Linked DNA regions of Mus musculus: all the other regions are linked to region 2. A link is a contact called in public HiChIP or PLAC-seq and promoter capture Hi-C data. All regions are on one chromosome and are shown on one strand. The core of a region is the stretch at or near the end of the contact, and the rest is flanking DNA. Distances in the headings are between cores, read along the strand shown. Region 1 holds the start of Col1a1 (collagen, type I, alpha 1). Region 2 holds the start of Cbx1 (chromobox 1). Region 3 holds the start of Phb (prohibitin).

What was found. HiChIP or PLAC-seq counts read pairs in DNA pulled down with a chosen protein or histone mark. Capture Hi-C pulls out chosen DNA fragments and counts their contacts.
Region 1: an HNF4G HiChIP or PLAC-seq map of pancreatic cancer cells shows a contact between it and region 2. The contact joins the promoter of Col1a1 here to the promoter of Cbx1 in region 2. A contact is called at or near these places in 1 of 39 promoter capture datasets (liver) and 1 of 115 datasets of contacts at active chromatin or transcription factors (pancreatic cancer cells).
Region 3: a promoter capture Hi-C map of liver shows a contact between it and region 2, with 2.1 times the contacts expected there. The contact joins the promoter of Phb here to the promoter of Cbx1 in region 2. A contact is called at or near these places in 1 of 484 Hi-C or Micro-C datasets (B cells), 2 of 115 datasets of contacts at active chromatin or transcription factors (astrocytes and pancreatic cancer cells) and 1 of 9 other capture datasets (liver).

What each region holds. Positions count from the first base shown.
Region 1 is chr11:94,934,943-94,937,642 of GRCm38.p6, reverse strand. It overlaps Col1a1 (collagen, type I, alpha 1), which reads right to left and starts at 1,419. Exons shown (of 51, transcript NM_007742.4): 1 at 1,199-1,419. The coding sequence starts at 1,274.
Region 2 is chr11:96,787,857-96,790,741 of GRCm38.p6, reverse strand. It overlaps Cbx1 (chromobox 1), which reads right to left and starts at 1,607. Exons shown (of 5, transcript NM_001362560.1): 1 at 1,389-1,607.
Region 3 is chr11:95,665,608-95,668,449 of GRCm38.p6, reverse strand. It overlaps Phb (prohibitin), which reads right to left and starts at 1,493. Exons shown (of 7, transcript NM_008831.4): 1 at 1,408-1,493; 2 at 299-413. The coding sequence starts at 386.

The DNA of each region.
Region 1 (2,700 bases), core at 170-2,669, 1.9 Mb after region 2:
GACTGGGGTTTCTTCCAAACAACTTCAGCCCACGCGCGCGGGAACCAAATGAAATAAAAAAGCCTGCTGAAGGAGAGTAGGAGGGCTCCTACGCAGTAGGTGGGGGCTCGTGGGACGTGGTTTGCGCGGAGACAGGAGGCGGGGGTGGGAGGAGAGAAGGGGAAATTCAGCCCTGGTCCCACCTCCTTTCCCGGGGCAGGTGGGGCGGAATGGGCGGGGCTACAATGTGGAGGGGCTGATTTCAGTGGAGCCCTGTCCAGTGTAGTAAAATGTATCCCTAAAGTTAGATACATCCCAATTTCCAGCTCCCAGGAATCTTGAAAACTTGCTAACTAGACAAGCCGGGTCCTTCAAAGCCAGTAGTGCTTTGGAATCTCCTTAGCCAAAGAAGTCAAGTCTACAAATAGTAATGATGAGTTAACCACGCCCACCGCTCCAGGACCTGATCAAGGCAACCACTAGGTGGCGGGCAAAACTAAGCAATGCAGGGGCGGACCGACTTTTACTCGGCCTGGGTCACTTCTTTCAAAGACCAGAGCTACCCCATCCATCCCTGCTTTTATTTTCCTAGTCTGGAGATGAGGGTCCGCAATAACCCAGGTTTTCCTTCTCAGCCTGTGCGCTGTAAAGTGCTGTACCAGGACTCGTAGTGCTCTCGGCTGGCCAGCAGGAGGCACAGGGACCGCGCCCAGTCAAGTCCTAGCCAAACTTTCTCATCCAGCAACCCGCCCTCTCCGTGCGTCCCCTCCCCCCCCCCCGAGAGCCCAGCACCCCGGAGGCCCCAGCAACACTGTCTAGCCTGCAGAGAGGGCAAACAATCTTTCCTTATGAATCATCCCGCAGCCTTTTTGATAGCTTTTACATCTTGAGCTCCGAATCTCTATTCCAGAGGCCTTATTTCATTTTCGACGTACTCTGCCCCAACCCGTGTCCAGATTCCCACTTTTCCTGTTGTGCTACAGATGGGTGCTTGAAATTTCTTCCTGGGCCATCTCATGCAAGGCTCCACTTCTGAGAACTGCTCCCCCTCATCTGCTCAACAGGGTGACCTCTCTCATCCCGTTTCCTCTCCATCACCGTCCCATCCCTGCCTCTGGAGCAGCCCTGCACCTCCATTTAAGTCTTATCTGCTAGGACCCCTCTATACAGAACGCAATACCAAGAAGCTGTAGTAAACTCCCCAGAGTTTGGAACTTACTGTCTTCTTGGCCATGCGTCAGGAGGGCAGTGGCCCCTAAGAGGAGCAGGAGCCGGAGGTCCACAAAGCTGAACATGTCTAGACCCTAGACATGTAGACTCTTTGCGGCTGGGGTGGGGGGTTAGCTTCGGCTCATGCGTGGCCTCACTCCGCGTGCCTCCTGCTCCGTCCCGAGGAGAAACTCCCGTCTGCTCCGACGACTGGCCTGGGCCCCTTTTATACCATCTTGATGGAGAGCTGGGAGGAACCCTGCCTCTCGGAGAGGGGGAGCCAGCAGCCCGGCCCCCAGCCAATCAGAACTGCCTGGCCCGGCCCCCAATTTGGAACGAAGAGGGGGGAGGAGGGAAAGGAAGGGAAAGGAGTCCACCCAGCGCCCCCCCTCCCGCAACTCTGCCGCCCTTGCCCCCCAGATCTACATGGGCCAGAGGTGCTGTCACTGGAGTGTGGCTGGGCCCTCAGTATACTGAGTGTGGGTAGAGAATACCCCTTGTACTTTCTTTCTGGGACTTCAAATCAGAAGGATGTAGAACTGAGAATCTGAGTTGGGAAACACTACAAAGGGATCAGTGTCAGGAATAATTGGGAAAAGGTCCTCCTGGCCATGCCTAGTAATCTTTCAGGCATCCTGGGGAAGAACTAAGGAATAAGTTAGATTAATCTGATTAGAACCTATCAGCTAAGCAGATGTGCCTGTTGGAGGGAGGGGATCACCTCATGGTGTGGACCCAGGAATGGAGGGTAGGAATATTTGTGAACAGTTATACATCTCTTCACAGATACTAAGAGTCAGATATGTGGTGGTTTGAAAGGAAGGGGGTGCCTATCTGTTCTGCCATGCCAGACACACCTTTCTAATAAATAACAGCTCTGAGGCTGAGGCTTGGGGAGACCTTTGACATCCTTGTCCTTCCAGAAGAATGCTTATGCATTAAGTGATGAGCAGCAGTGTGGGCAGGGGGCTTTCTGGGTCCTCAAAGCTGGGGCCTGGGGCATGTTGTATAAATTCTTCTCTGACCTCCTCCATCCCAGCACTGGGATGTGAGTTTGTTGCAGGAAGCCTGTGACCAGGGATGTTTTAGAAAAAGGTCTTGTGTCAGCTGTGGCCACAGCCAGAGATTTGTTAGAGGCCCTCTTATGTAGCAATATCAATGCAGAATGAACAGGTAGAAGGTACTTGGCCATAGAGGGGTGTTCTCAAAGCTACAGAGAGCCCTCTTTTCTAATTGTACTTGGATGTGGTCTGGGGACACCTAGGTGAACTCAGTGTGTGGCAGAAACTTGTGTTTGGTAGCTGAGGGACTTTATTTAATGGTTTCTTCCCATGTCCTCACTTCTTTGCTGAAAATCTTGGCCATTGCTCCCCACCTCTGCCGTCAGGAAAGGGTCATCTGTAGTCCCCCAAGAACAGCAGCTTATATTTAAAGTTGTCGCTAAAAGACAGTGTCCGTTCTTCCCCGGTGCTCCCTGCACCCTGCAAAGGTGCTCTGTCCAATCTGCTTAGG
Region 2 (2,885 bases), core at 358-2,857:
TAGGTCTTTTGAAACTATTCCAAAAAGCTGACATGATTCTTAACACAAAACTGGAGAGGTTACCCTATGTTCTAGCATAACTCATTTTTCAAAAAACCTTTTTATGGTATTGGAACATAACTCAGTGGTAGATAACTTACATGTGTGCAAGGTCCTCAGTACCACACACCGAAATGAGTTCTATATTTCTATACTGCTTTTTAAATAAAAATATTCTCGCTGCCGGTGGGCATGCACCTGCTTTCGAGGGTCCCTGCCATTTCCCTAATTTGTAGCTCAGAGGGCAATTCTGTGAAGTCTGCTCGCTCTTTCCACCTTTACCTGGATCCTGAGAGGTAAACTGAGGCCCCCAGGCTTACGCACAAAGAACAGATCTCTTTCATTGGATGAGTCTTGCCTTACACGTGTTCTTCCACAGCCTCCCAACTCACACTGAAGACCCATTACAAGGCACAAAGTGGCCTTTTCACCCTTTCTTGACTCCCCTGGTGGCCAGGCAAGGCTTTAAACTCCTGATCGTCCTGTTTCCGCTCCCAAGGGCTACATGAATGCCATCAAGCCCAGCCCGAATTTATAAGGTACAGAGGATTGAATTCAGGCCTGTGCAGTGGGCTAGGCAAACATTCTACCAACTAAGTTACATCCCCAGGGACCCTTTATTTTCTTCCACATTTGACCAGTCACTCTAGACTTCTACCCTACCTATCCCAGCAACTCCACTTTTAGACAAGGTCAAGAAAATGCCTGACCCCCCACCCCCACCCCTAGACGGATTCAACAAATCTCTTCCCCGCTAGCACACCGTGAGCTGCCCAAATCCTCCTGTTCAAGTTTATTGGAAGTTACTTCTTCTTAACTCTGGCAAGAGAAACTTCTCTGATAGTGGCAACTGGACCCAATATCCTCAGGTTACTTTTTCTCTCTTTCCTCCAAGTGCTACGGGGGTTGCTTGCGATTGCCACCGTGTCCGCTTTCTCAGGTTACATTTCTAAACCTCGAGAGTACGAAGTCGTGGTCCCTGCCACGCACACCCAAAAGCACCTGTCCCCCTTATGGACGTCCCAAAGTTTTCTTTCTCCCGCCCAACTCTAGAGTCCCTCACTCGGGTCAAACGCTCTTGGTCCAGTTCTTGAAAAGCTAACCCTCCGCTGGCTCCGCTCATCGCGAACCACTCGGCTCCCGGGCTCTGGATTCGCTGCCCCGCCCTCTCCACACTCCCGCAACCCGCGAGCTCTGCGCGGGAAGCGGACCCGGCGGGCGCTGGGCCGGGGCGCGCCCCCCATTCCTCGGTCTCCGCTCTTCCGTTAGCGGCCCGCGCTGGTCCGCGGCCTCCCGCCGTTGCCGCGTCCCCTCCCCCCACACACCCCGCCTCCAGCCCGCCTCTTCACCTCGTAGCAGCGCCCGAGAGTCCGAGAGGAATCGGTGCCGCGCTACTCGCGCGTTGCGTCGGGCGGTCCGAGGGGAGTAGCGCGCCCAGAGGAGCAAAGAGCCGTGTGGCCACAAGTCGACCGTCCCGCTGAAGCGGCGTACCGCAGGCCCCGCTAACGGCCCTCCCCTCAGCCGAACAAAAGAGCCTCTCACTCTGCGCGGCCCGCCGCCTGCACTGCGCAGACGCGACGACCCGCCGCAGGGCACCTTGGGATTAAGAGTCGGCCAGAAACTACAGATCCCAAAGTACCGCGCGAATCCCGCGCCGCCCACCTCCACTTTCAAGGATTGTAGGGAGTTTTCGTAGTTTTGTTTTCTTTTTTGACTGGAAAGGCGAAGTCGACTGTTACTTAGAACATAACTCTACAGTCTAGGAAATTGATGGGTAGTGGTGGGGTTTGTTTGTTTAATAACAGGATACGCAGCCCAGGTGGCTTCGAACTCGTGGCCTTTCTTTTTGCTTCAAATGTCAAAGTGCTGGATTCCAGGCGCGTGCTGGTATTCCTTACTCAGTCTACAAAAGTAGGACACTGCAGGTTTGGAAACTAGCCCGTTGATGTTTGGTCCGTTTGCGTTTAAAAGAAAAATATTGTATTCGTCACCTGAGATTTATCAAATCACCTTCAATAATGTCCAGCAATCTTACCTATTATTGCCACCTGACTGGGGTTCCTACCTCTCAGTTTGAATCACTGCTCCATTCAGAAAGCAGTAGATTAACCGTCTAGGTAGACACCATCGACACTTTCTGAATTTGCTTTTTTTCTTTCCCCTTCCTTCCCTCTCTATTCTTGTTTTATTTTTGGTTGTTGGTTCTGTTGAGTGGACAGGGTCTCAAGGAAGTCTGATCTACCTGTTTTCACTTCCCAAATGCCGAGTATTACAAACACAGACCACCACATTCAAAGTTTTCCCTTTATTGCCCTTGCCGGTGGGTGACTTTCATGGGGATTTCTCCATCTCTGTGAACATCCTTTATCAAGTTAGTCTAAAGAAACGGAATTAAGCAAAAACCACGGCTGGGCTGTCATTCTTTAACACGGGTGCTACTCTGATTCAGGTAGGTTGCTGCTAATTGTTGAACTAGGAACTCCAGTAAGGACAGACGCTTCATATGACTCATTGTGTCCACGACACTCAGGATCCTTGGTGTTTGTTTCTAGCAAGGACAAGGTCATTTTGGTTGTTTGTTTGTTTGGTTGGTTGGTTGGTTTGTTTTTGTTTGTTTTTTTGAGACAGGGTTTCTCTCAAAACTCAGTTTGTAGACCAGGCTGGCCTCAAACTCAGAAATCGGCCTGCCTCTGCCTCGAGTGCTGGGATTAAAGTTGTGCGCCACCACGCCCGGCCACAAGGTCACGTTTTGACTCTCAGTATTTATTGGTAAAAATTCCTTGAATATGTGATTAAGTGAATAACTGAGATGTCCAACTGATAATAGAACTGATCAAACTTTCCAA
Region 3 (2,842 bases), core at 244-2,743, 1.1 Mb after region 2:
ACCTCACACACCTTCAGACAGCAGCTAGCATCAGGAATGTCAAATGGGCTGTAGAGATGGCAAAGCGGTTAAGAGCACTGACTGCTCTTCCAGAGGTCCTGATTTCAATTCCCAGCAACCACATGGTGGCTCACAACCATCTGTAATGGGATTCAATGCCCTCTGCTGGTGGGTCTGAAGACAGCGACAGTGTACTCATATAAATAAAATAAATAAATCTTTTTTTTTTTTTAAAAGGAATGACACATGGGCTATGCAGATCAACAGAAACTATGCAGAAAGCTCTTCCGCGCCTCACCATTATACAAAGCAGAGTTCACCACGCCTCCTGCAACTGCCAACGCCAGGCCGAACTTTCCAATGGACTCAAACACTTTGGCAGCCATGACTCCTTCTGTTGCTTCCACTCACACCTAAACACGGGGTAAACATAAAACACTTTGACACCAGATTCTCAGAGAAAGCCCGCTCTGAGGCACAGAGTTCATGTCTCAACATACATTTTCATATGTCTACACCTGTGGGCCCAAACTCACTCACTGAACGCCCCATAACACTGACCACCTTGCAAACTGTAGATCATGTCTGCGTTTGTGGACGTGTTTCTTTACAACCATTCAGAGAAAGAGTCTGCGACACTTGGCTCAGCGTAGGAACGGTGCTTTGTACCCACGAGGAACTTAGTACACAGAAAAACCACACTCCCTTTTCCTAGACCAATAGGCCACAAGCGAGACCGGTGCTACACGGCTGAAGCCAACAACAAAAAGGGCAATTTCTGTTAACATTTAAGTTACACGGTCTCCGACAGCCTTGTTTAACCTTCAGTTACTTTATGAAGGTTATGACTGCTGAAGTGCATAGAGAGGTTATACTCTTAAGTAGTAGAACCAGGGTTAGAATGAGAAGACCGAATTCTAGAAGACATTGTAGAACTCCTCCCCATACCAGTTAATAGGAAAGCAGGGGCTGGCAGGGGTGCAGCGAGGCAGAGCGGTGAAGGACTGGAGGTGGGGCTGCGGCGGGACGGGTGGGGGCACGTAGCTGACAAACTAGAAACCAGTTAGCCTTGAACTTTTTAATGTCCCGCCCCTGCGTCACCCTTGGTACAATCCTCAAACTCGCCCTCCCCTTTCTCAGACTTCAACTGCTTGTGTATCGGGATTTCTCCATGCACATTTATCCTCTGTCTCTGACATCCAGCTCTTTTTACTCCACCAGCTTCTGGATTTTTCCTCATCCTGTCCCCTCCCCTTGCACATTCCTAACTCCTTCTGGACCGAGATTTCCCCCTTCTCCACTAGGCGTACCCACACATGCATCCCATGCCCTCATTGTACATAGGAAAGCAGAGGCAGGCTACAGGGACATAGGACCAGAGGCCTCTACCGCTCCTACCACGCTTACCTGCTTTCACTCTGACCTCCACATGAATTCCCCAGCTCCGGATACTGCGCGTGCGCCAGGCAGCTCCTCCCCCCCCCCCGACCCCCGCCTCTTCAAGATCCGACCCTTCAATTGGTGAAGCCGAGCGACGTGCATTCTGGGAAACGTGTTTTGCAGTCTTCCGCGGGCTCTGTGGCTTTAATGAGGTCAACTACAACTCCCAAAAGATCATGCAGCAACGGGCTCTTTCAGGAAACCCGTTTCTGACTGGTGAGAACGGATGGGATGTTGCCGCAAAGCCTTTCGGGAGTTGTAGTTCCTTGGTAATATATGCACGTGCCTATTCCTCAAGGAGGTGGTTCCAGAAGCCGGAAGCAGACTGGATCGGAAAGGAGTTGGGCTTCCACTTGGTAGAGGAAATCACAAGGTGGTGAAGGAATGGGTGGGCATTTTGGATAAAGGTGAGGTAAAATAATTCATGCACTGAGAGACTGCTAGGGAAGTTAAGGACAGCCCTCAGGGACGTAAGATGTTGATCTTCCAAGCCACTCCATAACCTTAAAAACGGCTTAGAAAGAAGAGGAAGGGAGTCGGTCATTCAGGTCTTGCAATACTTCAGTAAAGGCTCTTGATTTAGGGTCTAAATCTCTGGGCATCTTTTTTTCCAAGTTATATTCGAGGAATTGCAAAAAAGGGACGGAGATCATGTGTATGGCTTCTCAAGTTCACCTGTTGTCAACAATTTGCGTATTTGTTGTTGTTTTTGTTCCATCTCCTCGCCTCCCTCCACTTTTCTCTTTCTCCTACTATTCTCTAAGATCAAGGATATCTATCCTCTTACTTTTTGTTTTGTTTTGTTTTTTGTTTTTGTTTGTTTGTTTGTTTTCGAGACAGGGTTTCTCTGTGTAGCCCTAGCTGTCCTGGAACTCACTCTATAGACCAGGCTGGCCTCGAATTCAGAAATCCGCCTGCCTCTGGCTCCCAAGTGCTGGGATTAAAGCGTCCGCCACCACGCCCGGCTACTATCCTTTTACTTAAGTAAATATTATCCATGTCTGCATTCCAATTTTGCCAATTAAGCAAATAGTGACTTTTATAGCATTCCTCTCCATGACACAAATCTAAAATGAAGTAGTTTATTTTTTTGGGCTTGTTGCTCCCGAAATACAAACTCTCCTGAGAATATCTGTAAAGAACATGAAAACCCCTGGCACTGTGGCGCAATGGATAGTGCATTGGACTTCTAAGAAAGACCTGCTCCTTATTCTTAGCTTAACTTTTATTTAAAAGATAAAATGCAATTTTAAATTTGCAATCGGTATTTATTTCTTATTAAAATATAAGAAGCCAGATATACATTTAAAAGAAAGGAAGAAAGAAAACGAACGAACGAACATGAAAGCAAGCTAGGTGCAGTGGTGCACGACTTCAATCCCAGCACCCAGGAGGCAGAAGC